Regions from separate parts of the Mus musculus genome. Here region 1 is linked to region 2. The links are chromatin contacts, called in public ChIA-PET maps. All regions are on one chromosome and are shown on one strand. Each heading gives the region's core, a stretch centred on a gene start, on an enhancer-like site or on the middle of the called end of the contact. The rest is flanking DNA. Distances are from core to core; before and after follow the strand shown. Region 1 overlaps Aven (apoptosis, caspase activation inhibitor). Region 2 holds the start of Lpcat4 (lysophosphatidylcholine acyltransferase 4).

What was found. ChIA-PET counts read pairs in DNA pulled down with a chosen protein or histone mark.
Region 1: a contact with region 2 is called in an RNA polymerase II ChIA-PET map of memory CD8 T cells, with 9 read pairs. The contact joins the enhancer-like site here to the promoter of Lpcat4 in region 2. A contact is called at or near these places in 7 of 39 promoter capture datasets (the C10 cell line, the HPC-7 cell line, embryonic stem cells and 4 more), 1 of 15 datasets of contacts at CTCF or cohesin (embryonic stem cells), 3 of 115 datasets of contacts at active chromatin or transcription factors (embryonic stem cells and memory CD8 T cells) and 2 of 9 other capture datasets (adipose tissue and liver).

What each region holds. Positions count from the first base shown.
Region 1 is chr2:112,508,961-112,511,660 of GRCm38.p6, reverse strand. The region is part of intron 1 of Aven (apoptosis, caspase activation inhibitor); the gene reads right to left. It also overlaps a transcript of Chrm5 not described here. Among named protein-coding and RNA genes, the nearest start is that of Gm22676, 9.4 kb to the right of the region's middle. Within about 2 kb of position 1,295, at least 39 of the 459 cell types and tissues checked have an H3K27ac peak or open chromatin away from gene starts, as enhancers often do. A contact at or near this core is called in memory CD8 T cells, where this site is marked.
Region 2 is chr2:112,238,450-112,241,149 of GRCm38.p6, reverse strand. It overlaps Lpcat4 (lysophosphatidylcholine acyltransferase 4), which reads right to left and starts at 1,309. Exons shown (of 14, transcript NM_207206.2): 1 at 1,093-1,309. The coding sequence starts at 1,206. It overlaps Gm52523, which reads left to right and starts at 1,087. Exons shown (of 2, transcript XM_030252294.1): 1 at 1,087-1,905. The coding sequence starts at 1,205.

The DNA.
Region 1 (2,700 bases), core at 46-2,545, 270 kb before region 2:
CTGGAGAGCCTCACTATCAGGAGTTTATGCCCAAAACCTAGGATACCCAAGATATAAGATACAATTTCCTAAACACATGAAACTCAAGAAAAATGAAGACTGAAGTGTGGACACTATGCCCCTCCTTAGAAGTGGGAACAAAACACCCTTGGAAGGAGTTACAGAGACAAAGTTTGGAGCTGAGATGAAAGGATGGACCATGTAGAGACTGCCATATCCAGGGATCCACCCCATAATCAGCATCCAAACGCTGACACCATTGCATACACTAGCAAGATTTTATCAAAAGGACCCAGATGTAGCTGTCTCTTATGAGACTATGCCGGGGCCTAGCAAACACAGAAGTGGATGCTCACAGTCAGCTATTGGATGGATCACAGGGCTCCCAATGGAGGAGCTAGAGAAAGTACCCAAGGAGCTAAAGGGATCTGCAACCCTATAGGTGGAACAACATTATGAACTAACCAGTACCCCGGAGCTCTTGACTCTAGCTGCATATGTATCAAAAGATGGCCTAGTCGGCCATCACTGGAAAGAGAGGCCCATTGGACACGCAAACTTTATATGCCCCAGTACAGGGGAACGCCAGGGCCAAAAAGGGGGAGTGGGCGGGTAGGGGAGTGGGGGTGGGTGGGTATGGGGGACTTTTGGTATAGCATTGGAAATGTAAATGAGCTAAATACCTAATAAAAATGGAAAAAAAAAAAAGAAAAAAAAAAAGGAGTTTATGGGCAGCACCAATTGGACTCAATAGATTACTGGGGTTGAGGGGAGAACAGGGAGGTGGGGGAGGATCTGGAAGGGGTCAGGGTCAAATTTAAGGGATGAATATGATCAAAACACATTATGTGAAATTCTCAAAAAATCAACTAAAGTATTTTTAAAGCACTTTACTAACACAGAAATGTAGAAGATGATGAAGATGAAAATTAAGATAAAATTTAAAACCCACATTTAGGCTACTTGTATAGTACACACAAGGACCTACATTCAAAGTCCCAAGTACCACCTAGAAAAACCCCTTTCATCACCTAGAGAGTACCAAAGGACACATATTCCCAGTTCATTCCTCTATTATATTAATACATTTTATTTTTTGGTAACCAATTTTATTAAGTCAGCATGTCTACCTTTCCATTTCAATACATTTCATTTTCTATGTCTCACACACACACACACACACACACACACACACACATACACACACACTCACACACTGTTGAAAGGGCTGGTCCTGTTCTGTTTCTGAGAAAATCTTATCATGAAGCTCAGGCTCTCAGATTCAGATGTTTCAGCCCGCCCTCCCCCCACCCCCCAGCACTGAGGTCACAGGCATATGCCACCACGCCCAAACCACACAGACTACTTCTAGACCCACGCCCTCCAAAACAAACTCCTTTAAAGCTTATTTCTTACAGCAAGTTCCCAATGGGTTCTACCTGCCCCTTACCCTACATCATTAGAAGCTACCAGCACACGCTTTCTTTATATTGTGTCAATTTATTGACAAGGCCTGGCCTGGGAGCATGCAGAAGAGTCCATCTTCTGTCTGGCTTTTTCCTTGCTTTTCTTAAATTACTTATAGATTTGTTTTTAATTTCCAATGTTGCTTAATGCTCAGTCAAATAGGTCTTGACTAAAATATACTGTATGTGGTCACCTGAACATAGTTACAACACATCAGTTGACAGACAGACAAAAGGAAACCCCAGCACAACTAACAATGTGAACTGACAGAGGGCTGAGTGGCGGGTCTGCCCACTCACAGTACAGATATGACCCCATTTCTATTTAGGACATTTCTGCAACTTTACTTTGGTCATCAACCATTCACCCAACAAATTTCATATTAGTCAATAATTCTCACCTAAATGAAACTGCATAAAGTTTCCTAAAAGGATGGACTAAATAGGCCTTCCAAGATCTCTTTCAGCCCTCAAATATCATAAGTCTCACTATAAAAACAAGAAAATTCGAAAAAATAATAATAATTAGAGGCAGGTGGATTTCTGAGTTCGAGGCCAGCCTGGTCTACAAAGTGAGTTCCAGGACAGCCAGGGCTATACAGAGAAACTCTGTCTCGAAAAACAAAAACAAAAAGAAAAACAAAAAAAAGAAAATGGCCATTTATATCAAAATCTAGAGATTACAAAATGTGGCCTGAAGCCTAGAGGCTGCCATCTCTATAAACTTCTGAAGGCCCAAAGATGCTGGCTGAGTTAAGTTATTTAGTGAGTGAGATCTGCTAATGAGTGACTAATACCAGAGACTGATGAGGGCTTGGGGGCTAGAACGAGCACTCAAAGTGTGAGCAGGGTTAGCGTGGGAAAGCCTAATATTCTTTTATTGTCCCATGGAGTAAGTTCATAGAAGCTTCTCCAGTTAGCTTGAAATCTCTAAGCAGCTAAAGCACAAGGTAAAATGTATACCTGAGCAAGATAATGATTCTGATATAAAACACAACTGTGACCTGAGAGCCTGCTGCTGCAGTAAAACCAACAGTGAAATGAAAGGCAGGAGACCTGGGGAGAACCGAGGACCCTGCAATTGCCACTATTCCAGAGTCCCTGAGCATTCATAACAGACTAGCCGCCTGCAGACGAACGACTCCCTGACCCCAAATTAGAGGTGCACCAAACTAGTATCTCATTGCTCCGACTCAAATGCAAGGGCCACAGGAGCCCCCATCAGAGGAGAGTA
Region 2 (2,700 bases), core at 60-2,559:
CAAGCATTTAATCCCAGCACTCAGGAGGTAGAGTCTGGTGGATCTCTGTGAGTTCCAGGCCAGTCTTCTCTACAGAACAAGTTCTAGGACAGCCAGGGCTACACAGGGCAATACCTCCCCACCCCCAAAAGAAAAAAAGAAAAGAGGATTTAATGAGAAAATGCAGGGAAGGTGTCCAGCACTGTGTTTGATGTAGGTTAGAGACAGTTCTTCCCAACATCCCATCCCATTCCATAAATAGCTCCTATGTCAAACAAACCCTGTGCAGGGCTTTCAACACTTTGGGCCCAAGGAGCAGATGGCTGGAAACACAGAGATCCACTTTTCAAACCTCGGGTCAATCAATCCCTAGCCTAGTACTGCAGAACAGCAATCCTTCGGTAACACTCAGCCCTATTCCGCAAGGTAAGGGTTGCCAAGTGCCAGGGTGACTCCAGAGGCTTCCTTAGGATTGAGCAGGTAAATAAACCTAGCCCCCGGGGGCCGACCTCACGGGAGGTGATCACAACAGAAACCTTGGACACTTCCTCCCCACACCACCTCCTGGCTACCCTAGGGTGGTGCGTCCCTCTACTTCCTGTAGCTAACCCACCTCCCAGCCTCCCTGCCCCCACCAGTAGGTGCTGCAGTGACACGGGGGGGGGGGGGTGGTGGTGGCGGAAAGAGGAGGTGTTGGAAGGGCACAAGGACGCAGTCTCTGGGTCCAAACCGTTTAAGTCGAAGCCCCGATCGCTGAGCACGCCCCTGCCCCCACCCTGGGCTTTCCGTAGCCTTCAGCTCCATCCTAGCCCGTCAACCTCCGTAGGATGTAATCCGCATTCCCCAGTGCCCTCCATCTCTCCTATCCTTGGGTCTCCTTCAGTGCTCCCTCTCCCACTCATTTCTTCCTCACTTGTGAGCTCGTCTATCGCCTAAGCTGGAGTCCTCACCAAGGCTCCTCGCCTACCCACCCCCAGCCGCCCCCACGTGCGCGCCCCCTAACTCCCTCCCCACAAGCTTCTCATCCACCTCCTCTGGCACCCCCTTGCCCATCTCATCACTGGGTCTCTCCATTCCAACCAGTCTTCCACACGTCCCCTGCCCACACCTTACCTTAACCCTCTGGAGGCCGGAGAGGTGTAACTCATGCACGAACGGGTTTGGGGACGCAGAGGACCCAGAGGTGGGATCCAGGGGGGCCCAGGCCCCAGGACTTCCCTGGCTCATGGTGGGAGAAGGTCGAGCGAGGGCCGCGACCCCCCGCTCCCGGCCCGGGCCCCGCTCCCGGTCCGGCTCTGCAGAGCAGCGCGGCTCGTGCGGCACTGGCAGCGGCGGCGCTCTGGTCCCAGCCCCGCCTGGTGCCGGCCGAGGGGCGGAGAGCGGCGGCGCCGCCCGGGCCGCTCGCGTTGTCAGGGCGCCGGCCGCGGGGCGGGGCTTGCGGCTCTCCGGCGTCCCCGTTCAGCCGCGTTCTCCGCGGCCCCTCGCGCCATTCGGAGCGTGGCGCCCCGAGGACCTGGCTGCCCCTTTCCCAGGGTCTCCGGCTGGAAGCGGGGCAGAGAGGTGGGCGCGTAGGGGAGCGCCCTGGTCACTTTCCGGATGCTGTGGCCACCCTGCGAGCGCAGACGGGGTGGAGCCCTGTGTCAGGGCAGGTTGCCGAGGCCGGCAGCTGCGGAAGGAGGCTGGGCGCCCCTGGTCCCGCCGCTCCTCGGCCCCACTTTCCCCATCTCCGGGGCGGACCACCGCTTTCCTTCCCGGTCGGCGTGCCGCCATAATGGAGCCCGCGCCCTCTCGCGGCCGTACTGCGCGTCGCAGCTCTTGGCGTCCGAGCGTGCCGGGCTGCGTGGACCACCGTCACCCGCGCGCTTGCATCCCTCGATTCTTAGCGGGTGTACGTCCCCCAGTACGGCAAAGCCCGGCTCGGGAGAGGTAGCAATCTTAGCTTCTCTACTGGTCTCCCTGTGGAATATGGAGGTCACCTAAGTTCCTGTCACCTGCAAAACCCTAATGCTCTAAAAACACACTGTACTACAGCCTAACTGATGGGGCACTGGGGAATTGAGTGGACTTTGAAACCCATAGCTGCTAACACTATCAAATATGTAGTGCACAGGGAAGGAGGTAAGAGTCGTTATTTATGAAAATAAGCTGAGTTCAATTCACCTTGTCTTCCTTCTCTTACTGAAAGGTAAAAACTGAATGGGTGTTGAAGCAAGAAAACGAGGGAAAGAGCTAAGGATGTTTGCCCCCCCCCCCCATACCCTCCCCTCTCTCTTTTATTTTGTTTTTCGAGACAAATTGAGTTGTTCGTTAACTTGGGATATTTTCGGAGCCCAGGATGAAAGTGACGAGGACGTGTAGGTCATAGGACAACTTGCAGGGATGTTCTCTTTTTCTACTTTCTGGGTCTCAAGAATCGAACTCAGGTCATCAGATTTGTTGGCAGTGGCAAACAACTCTATGGGACACTCTATGGGACGGGTCATCCTACAAATCTGATTTGAGAATTTTAAGAAATAAAATCCAGGAGATAGGAGCGGGAGAAAGAGGACATTGCGGGGGGTGGGGGTGGGGTGGGGTGGGGTGGGGTTAGGTAGGGAGCCAGAAGACACTTCTGTCTAGATTCTGCCTCAGCTTCCTACAACTTTATCACTTACACCATTGATTGTATCCACAAGAAAAGGAGCAGCTGGCAGGGTCAGGGGAATAAAAGTAATGCACACT